Regions from separate parts of the Mus musculus genome. Here region 1 is linked to region 2. The links are chromatin contacts, called in public HiChIP or PLAC-seq maps. All regions are on one chromosome and are shown on one strand. The core of a region is the stretch at or near the end of the contact, and the rest is flanking DNA. Distances in the headings are between cores, read along the strand shown.

Region 1 (4,611 bases), core at 820-3,319, 100 kb before region 2:
AGATGCAGTACTTTTGAACCTCACAATCACCTTGGGATTCTGATCTTTGTCGCTTCATCTTTGACCCACACCAGCTAATGCCATTTGGATTCTATGGATGTGTGGGACGTAAATCCAGGCCAGAAAGTTTGGTAAGTTAGAGGAGGTTGAGACCTGGAGACTTGGTGGGCACACACCCCGAGGCTTAGGCGACTCCCAGCTCCTTGCCAGACTCCTGACTTGGAACATGTGCCATGCTTCTCACATAAAAGAGATGTGACCTGTGGTCACATAGGCCCAAAACAGAGTTCTCCATGCTAACGAGGTACCTAGAGGCCTGGAGGGCTTAGCCAATAAGCTTCTCTTTCTAGACACTTCTCCCTGCAAAAGGTATTTAATCTCAGGCCCACCCTGAAAAGGAGGGTATGTTTTTTTTTTCTTTTAGATTTGTTTATTTTATTTATTAGTATACGGCAGCTGTCAGGACCTCTGGAAGAGCAGTCAGTGCTCTTAACCGCTGAGCCATCCTCTAGCCTGAGGCTATGGTTTTACGCATCCATTTCCACCATGACAACAAACTGTTCAGAACCATGGTCTCTTCTCATCAAGATCTGATGCGGGAAGGAAGCTGTGAAGAAGGCCTTCGTCTACAGAGCCACAGCCTAGTCTCCTGTAGACCTCTCTGCGCTCCCAGCCACAACTACCACCACGCCAGCCACTGCCAAGCCAAGGACTATCCCCACTCACCAACCCCATTCCTCCCCAGAGGTCCCCCACCCCCAACCAGCTCAGGCATTCCCACATCTCAGACACAGTGCATTTTCCCACCCCTGGAGAGGTGTCTCTACCTTCCCTACAAACTCTCCCATCATGGGATAAGCGAAGTGGCCATGCCCTTTGGCAGAGCCTAATAGCCCCACGTGGATGCAAATATCTTCTACTGTTATTACTTCAAATAGTTCTTCTCAGCAGACCACGGAAGATCTGTGGGAGATCTGCCACTGCTGAGAGCAGTAGTTCTCAACCTGTAGGTTTTGACCCCTTCAGGGTCAAATGACACTTTCATAGGGGTCGCCTAAGACTATTAGAAAGCACATATATTTACATTACAATTCAAAACAGTAGCAAAATTATGGTTATGAAGTAGCAACAAAAATAGCATTATGGTTGGGGCCACCAGAACATGAGGAGCTGTGTTAAAGGGTGGCAGCCTTAGGAAGGCTGAGGACTGCAGCTCTCGAGGCCTAAGTACAAACATCATGCTTCCCACTCAAGGGTCTCCTCCACAGGCACCCAGCCTGTCTTTCAATTCCTGGTGAAGAAAAGATTTCACTTCCTTGGCTGTTAGTAGATACTTACATGTTGAGTCCCATCCTGTGATATGAGTGTGACTTGTTGACTCAGCCCAGACTGGGTTACTGTGGCTACTTGTGTAGATACAATGTCCTCTCCATCTACACCTGTAACATATGTGATCTGGGACCCTTTAAGAACATCATCACCTTGACCTGTTTAAAATAAATGAATAATTTACTTGAACAACCAATCTATTTAGACAACACTAGGCCTGTCCTTCTAGCACTTGGGAAGAGGAAGCAGTTCAAGGGCTGCCTAGGTTACACAGGGAGTTCAAGGCCGATCTAGGTTGTACAAAACCTTGTCTCAAAAAAAAAAACAAACAAACAAACAAAAGAAAGCAAATAGTTTTATATTCTAAACCCTGAGAAAAGTTTCAGAACTTCTTAACAAGTCCATCTTCACATCTGCCAGGCCAGGCCAAACCAAATCACACCAAACCCAACCCAGCCCAACCCTGCCCATCAATGTCAAGTGTTCTGGTTTTGGAAGGCCTCTCCTTTACACTTAGCTGTGATGATTATGGGATGCTGTGCACATACGCACAGGGGACACAGAAGGGAAGAGCCATATACACAGACATTTGCCCTCTTGGCTCCTGAAGTCACTTAAGTCTCAGGAAGGTAATAAAAGAGTCTATAAGCATTAACCACAAAACCAGAATGGCTTGTACACAGTCTACCAACCTACTCAGTCTTTTACACACGTGACTGACAGCAATCTATTAGTACACAATGACATCATTGTGTAAAGACTACGCATGGCTATAAATGTAGTGACTATCTGGGCTGAGGTTAATCATTTCCTAAGTGACTAAACAAGAACTCCATCCAGTTCAGGTACATTTTTCTTCCACAAAAACCAGCACATGAATGACAATTTCAGCAGCAGAACTACTCGAGTGGGTGACTGGCCTCTCTCTCTCAATACTGGCTAACTCCCACGGAGCAAGGAAGAAAGGGAAACTTTACCTGTTCAAAGAAGAACTTAAGACTGTACTACTAATCTGAGAATTAGGATATGAAGGATTTCAGTGTCAGGTCTAACTATCATGTGTTCAGATGGCAGCAGTCACTGAGGTGTAATGTTCTTCCCTTTTTTCCCCCACAGTTATTTATACACCATTATTCCCAAAGATTATGTCAAAACCAGAGATTATGTCAGAGAAAGCACAGATCTGTATTTTTTGAAAAGTAATCATAGTTGGGTTTTTTGTTTGGTTTGTTTGCTTGTTTGTTTTTTTCCGGGGTTTCTCATGTGGCCCTGGCTGTCCTGGAACTCACTCTGTAGTCCAGGCTGGCCTGCTTCCGCATCCTGCATGCTAGGATAAAGGCAACACAACCACAGCCTGGCCAATCATTGCTTTTAAAATATACTGTATTATAGGCCATTTTACAGACTGAGAAAATCTCTTACAGTCTGAGATATCAACATATAAGGAGGAGAGTAAAGACATGCTGTGCAGGTCTTATAAATTACATTTGACATTATTAAAGTCTGCTTTTTTTCCCCCATGTGTAGTTGAGATGTGCATTCATGTCCATGCAGAGGCTGGGACTCCATGAGGAGTCTTCCTTGATAGCTTTCCACATCATTCATCAAGGCAGGATCTCTCAGCTGAACCCCAGAGCTCATGGATATGGCTAGCCTAGCAAGCCAGCACGCTCAGGGAGACTATGTCTGAATTCCAAGACTGGAATTACTGGTGAAATTCAACAGGCATTTGTGTGGGATCCTAACTCTGATCTTCACACTCGCTTGCACGGCACTCTAACAGTGGTGTCTTCTCCCAACCCCCAAAGCCTTTTTTTCTAATTAAAAGGATTTAGCAGTTGTTTCTTTCTTGTTGTGAATGAAAGCTTATACTCTCTACATAGGTGCAGTGGATCAGGCCTGTAAGCCCAGCATTTGAGAGGCTGTAGCAGGAAGACTACTCCAAATTCAAGGCTAGCCTGGGCTACGGAGTAAGCCTCTGCTGGAGGGTGGTGGAAGAAAGGGATGAGTTCTATATGCCTCCGGTGTGACTGCTTAGAGGCTTGTGGCTGGAGAGCAGTCTTGCACTGAATACATTTGAGCACGTGCTATTTCCCAAGTTTAATTATAAACTTAAATATTTCTGAACATTTCATTCAGGTGCTGAAAATGAGAAAAGTCTTTGCTTTCCTGGGAGGAACTGCCACACTGGCCAGGCTTTTTCCAGAGAGTCTCCAACTTGCTTTCCTCTCGTCAAGCACTGGGGGCTTTCCCATGTGCCAAACCTTCCTTTTATCTTCAAGTCCCCTTCTTCCCTTCCCTTCTCCCAGGCATTGCTTCTTTGCCTCCATCATCCCATCCACCTTTATAATCTTTCCAAGAACACAACATTTCTCCGGGAAGCCCTCTCTGCTTTCCCAGAGGATACAAGTTCTCCTTCTTCCACAATGCCGAGCACTGGTGTCTTTCTGCAGCACTTGTCATGACTATACAAATGAAACTGAAGGACTAGAGAAGACAGCATGGGTTATAAACTCACAACAGATATGATTGTTAAAGCACTCACCTGGGGGAGGCTCGAAGAAGGCTTCCTGCTCCTCCTCAATGGGCTCTGTGTCGTTGTGGGCTGTCCGTTTGTGCATGGCCAGTGTGGAAATCTGTTTGTACGTCTTCCCACAGTGGTTACAGTTGTATGGTTTAGAGTGAGTGTGAACGACATGGTGTTTATACAAACTGGAATATTCTGTAAACCGTTTGTCACACCCAGGAACTGTACAGACATATGGCTTTTCTCCTAAATGAAGAAGACATGCAAAAAGGTCAGTTTTTACATAGGTAGACAAAGTTACTCCACAGCTGAAGGGTGAGACTTTTAAAAATCAACAAGAGCACATGCTTAGCACTCATGACGCAGAACTCAATCCCTAGCAGAGGGAGTGTGTGTGCATCCTAAGATGAAAAGCACAGAAGAAAAATTCCCTATGGTTTTAACTTGGCTCAGAGGTTAAGGGTGCTTCATTTCCAGAGGACCAGAGTTCAGTTCTCAGCACCCGCGTAAGGCAGCTTCAAGCAACTGTAAGTTCATTTCCAGAAGACCAATACTGTTTTCTGGTCTACATGATTTCTACACTCCTGTCACATCCTTTCCCTCATATACATAATTAAAAAATATTATCTTTGTGAGGTATGTGGCACACGACCATAATCCCAGCACTTGGGAGACAGAGGCAGTTGGATCTCTGTGAGTTCAAGGGTAGCATAGTCCATAGAGTGTGTTCTAAGCCAGTATGGACTTCAGTGTGA
Region 2 (4,291 bases), core at 1,752-4,251:
ATAATGAGATCTGATGGCCTCTTCTGGTGGGTCTGAAGTCAGCCACCGTGTACTTACATATAATAATAAATAAATCTAAAAAAAAAAAAAGCTAAGAATATCTGCAGATACTATCTAAATTTTATAGTTGAGATTTCCCTCACTCTATTGTAAACCCCTTCTCTAAAGTTTTCATGAGTAAAGATTTTATCTATATTATGTTTATTCGTGAGTGCCTAAATGTGTGTGCCCCACCTGTGCTGAGGTTAAGAAGGAGGCCATAAGAAGGTGTCTGGTCTCCTGGAGTTGGAGTTACAGGCAGTTGTGCACTTCCTGTTGTGGGTGGTGGGAATGAAACCCAGATTCTCTGGAAATGCTCTTAACCACCAAGCCAACACTCTAGACCCTGGCTTTGTTTGCATTGTTTCTTTGGTTTTTTGTTTTTGAAACAGAATTTCGCTATGCAGTATTGGCTGTTCTAGAACTTGCACGTGAACCAGGTTAGGCTAAACTCAGAGTTCCTCTGTCTCTTGAGTGCTAAGATCTTAATACTTCGGAACATGTGTATCTGCTGACCTTCTAAGCCACACTCTTTCTATTAAACCATAGTTGAGACTAATGAGCAGCCCCAGAAGCTTGACAGAAACAGAGTTTGTTTCCTGCCAAACGCACCAGATAGAGATCCTACATGCTCCAGGTGTGTGGCAATACTTTCAGTATGTACACAAAACCCTAAACCACCCTTGTGAGATGCTGTTCCATCTCCAACAGCAAATGCTGCAGTGTGAAGCTGACAAGAGGATCACAGACTCAAAGGTGAGGCTGGTTATAGCTCTGTAAAGGATGGTGATAGGCATACCCCTGTGTCTCATCATTTGTCCAGTGAAATGGCTGGCTAGCTAGCTAGGAACACTTAACAATGATGTAGATATTCAACATGGAAAAGGATTAGAAACATGGTTGACCATACTAATGCTTTAAAATGACTTATCAGTTTACCCTGTGACTAGAATAAATTCTTATTCCCTTGAGGGGTGAGAGTTGCTTTGTGTTGACAAACTACTATACTAACATTATTTGATATCACATCACACATATGCTCATTTTTTTCTAATCTTTTCTAATCTTCTCTGTATCATTCCAATTTTAGTATATGTGCTGCTAAAGCGAGCACATATGTTCACTTTTTATGTTTTATTTTTTTTAAAGATTTATTTATGAGTACACTGTAGTTGTGTTGAGACACACCGGAAGAGGGCATCAGATCTCATTTGTAAGCCACAATGTGGTTGCTGGGAATTGAACTCAGGACCTCTGGAAAAGCAGTCAGAGCTCTTAACCACTGAGCCATTTCTCCAGTCCCAGGTGTTCACTTTTTTTTTTTTTTTTTTTGGTTTTTCGAGACAGGGTTTCTCTACAGCCCTGGCTGTCCTAGAACTCACTCTGTAGACCAGGCTGGCCTCAAACTCAGAATTTCACCTGCCTCTGCCTAGCAAGTGCTGGGATTAAAGGTATGCACCACCATGCCCGGTCACGTATTCACTTTTTATAAAATGATTTTTTGTTTCTTTTTAATTTTAATTTTATTAACACTACACTTACTGCTGCGTGCTTGAATGTTATGTTGAAATCAGAGGACGCCAGGCTATGGTGGCGTACGCCTTTAATCCCAGAATTTGTGAGCCAGAGGCAGGGGAATTTCTGAGTTCAAGGTCAGCCTGACAGCCTGGTCTACAGAGCGAGTTGCAGGACAGCCAGGGCTACACAGAGAAACCCTGTCTCAAACCGCCCCCCCCCCCAAAAAAAAGTAATCAGAGGACAACTTCCAAGAGTTAGTTCTCACCTACTGCTATTAGGTCTCAGAGACCGAAATAAGCCTGTCAAGTTTAAGAGACAAATACTTCTACGCACTGAGCTGCCAATTCTCTAGATATCAGATTATTTCTTCTAAGTGTAATTACTGCTTAAGAACAATCCAATTCCCCACTCCCCCTTTTTGTCCAAATTTTAAAATACACTGCTAAGTTACTTTCACGAAGAAATTCCCCACTATTACCTTCGATACCTGCTTTTAAAAAAGATAACGAAAAAAATGTCAATTGGATAGGGGCATCGCTCAGCAACAGAATGGTGTGGTTTGTATGCCCAAGGTCTAAGATTATATCGACAGCAAGAACAAAACAAAACAGGGCTGGAGAGATGGCTCAGTGGTTAAGAGCACCGACTGCCCTTCCGAAGTCTTGAATTCAAATCCCAGCAACCACATGGTGGCTCACAAACATCCGTAATGAGATCTGATGCCCTCTTCTGGTCTGTCTGAAGACAGCTACAGTGTACTTAGATATAATAATAAATAAATCTTAAAAAAAAAAAAGAACAAGACAAAGCAAAATCCTAAAGAAGAGGTGACTCTAATATACTTACCAGTGAGAAGCTGGATATGAGGGGCAGAAGGAGAAAAACTGTCAAGAAGCTATGCCTTGGCTCAGGAAACGCCAAAATATAGCGAGTAAGGGTGAATTTACTTTGGACAGGTGAGTGAAAAACCTTGGACTCTAAACTAATTTCTGTCACTCTGTGATCTTCTTTGTTTCTAGGTCTCAATTTTGTGAGATTCAGGTACGTTTGTCTCATGTTTTAAATTTTACACGATTTTAAGAACAGGCTTCCAGCTTCCACAGCGCTTGTAACCCATTTGCTGCGGAACGAATGGAATCTCCAACACCAACTAGTCGCGCGCAGACACTTCCGGTTGGCGGAACAAAGAGTCTGAAGTACTCGAGCCTCACTTCCGTGTGACGAAAGCTACGCGGAGAAGTCGGACCTTAGGCCGCAGACCCATGACTTGCCAATGCGATATTGCTCATGCGCCCTACACCAGCGAGGTGGGCGGGGCCCCGGAGGGGGCGGGGTCGGCCCTGACTTGTCTCGCGGTTACTGGGCGTGCGGGAGCGCGCGAGGTTCGTGGGCGGTTCTGGGCGGGCCCTCACCTGATATCTCTGGAAGGCTCCGCCGAGTGTCAAGTTTTCGAGGTCGTCTCAGGTGAGGTGGTCGTGCCGGAAGTAGTTGTGCCTCGCGCCTGGGTGTTGAAAGAAAGCTGCGGGAGGAGCTTTAGTCATTCAAGGGGGCGCGGCACCAGTAGGAGCTCTTCGCGGCCCCCGCAGCAGCCATGGCGAAAGGCAGAGTGGCTGATCGATCGCCCACCGAAATGTTGCACTCGACCCCAGCCGGGGACCGGGCAGTGAGGACCCAGGGTTCCGCCGCGCCTGGCAGCAAAGATCATCTGAACGGTGAGTGGACCTGCGGGACGGGGCTGAGGCTGCCCTAAAGATTAGGACCCCGTGGTGCAGGTCGCAGGGAAAGAGGGACCTTTCAGCACCGAAGCATCTCAGCAAGAGAGTCCTGTACTTGGCGGGGAACCCAGCATGACAGAGGGCTAGACTCCTCCTAGTTAGTTTTTTCTCAATAGACTTTAGTCAAAGGAAGCGGTGACCCCGACTTGTGACACCAAATAGACCGGTTCGTTATCCAGGCCACCCAGACAGGTATTTGAGAGACTTGAGCTTTCGTTGTATTGTTTTACAGATGAACATACTGAGGACTATGCAGCTCCATGACTTGTGTAGAGTCACAGAGCCACACTAAGGTTGTGATTAAGAGCAAAGACTTGCCCTTCCAGGTGCCACTTGAAAGTGTCAGATTCTAGCCGGTGGTAGTTGTAGTTGCGCGTCCTTTTAATCCAGTTCTCCGGAGACAGACAAGTTCCAGGTTACACAGAGAAAACCCTGCCTCGAAAAAAACACAACATTTTCAGCTCTTGTGTTTCCATTTAACCTGGTTTGTAACTTAAAAAAAAAAAATTGTTTGATTTGTTTTCAAGCTAAGTAGCCCTGGTTGTATTGGAGGACCTTGCTCTGTAGATTAGACTGGCCTCTAAGGCAAAGAATGGCTTCCTTCAGCCTCCCAAGTACTTGGATCCAAGGCGTGCAGGCGTACACTACCGCCTTGTTTTTTTTTTTGTTTTTTTTGTTTTTTTTTTTTTTGGTCTTTCAAGACAGGGTTTCTCTGTATAGCCCTGGCTGTCCTGGAACTCACTCTGTAGATCAGGCTGGCCTCGAACTCAGAAATCGTCTGCCTCTGCCTCTCAAGTGCTGAGATTAAAGGCGTGTGCCACCACTGCACGGCCTTCGCCTTGTACTTTTTTTTTTTTTAATTTATTTATTACATGTAAGTACACAGTAGCTGTCTTCAGACACACCAGAAGAGGGTATCAGATCACGTTACAGATGCTTGTGAACCACCATGTGGTTGC

What was found. HiChIP or PLAC-seq counts read pairs in DNA pulled down with a chosen protein or histone mark.
Region 1: a contact with region 2 is called in an H3K27ac HiChIP or PLAC-seq map of extraembryonic endoderm stem cells. The contact joins the enhancer-like site here to the promoter of Tmem41b in region 2. A contact is called at or near these places in 2 of 39 promoter capture datasets (erythroid cells and neural stem cells), 3 of 15 datasets of contacts at CTCF or cohesin (CD8 T cells, the G1E-ER4 cell line and pro-B cells), 38 of 484 Hi-C or Micro-C datasets (3T3-L1-derived adipocytes, the Ba/F3 cell line, the C10 cell line and 24 more), 13 of 115 datasets of contacts at active chromatin or transcription factors (the 230-238 cell line, the HPC-7 cell line, the SCID.adh cell line and 7 more) and 4 of 9 other capture datasets (adipose tissue, embryonic stem cells, liver and 1 more).

What each region holds. Positions count from the first base shown.
Region 1 is chr7:110,085,604-110,090,214 of GRCm38.p6, reverse strand. It overlaps Zfp143 (zinc finger protein 143), which reads right to left. Exons shown (of 16, transcript NM_001374618.1): 12 at 3,875-4,102; 13 at 1,339-1,487. Among named protein-coding and RNA genes, the nearest start is that of Zfp143, 26 kb to the right of the region's middle. Within about 2 kb of position 2,069, at least 49 of the 459 cell types and tissues checked have an H3K27ac peak or open chromatin away from gene starts, as enhancers often do. A contact at or near this core is called in bone marrow-derived macrophages, extraembryonic ectoderm, extraembryonic endoderm stem cells and 3 more, where this site is marked.
Region 2 is chr7:109,984,940-109,989,230 of GRCm38.p6, reverse strand. It overlaps Tmem41b (transmembrane protein 41B), which reads left to right and starts at 3,001. Exons shown (of 7, transcript NM_153525.5): 1 at 3,001-3,269. The coding sequence starts at 3,149.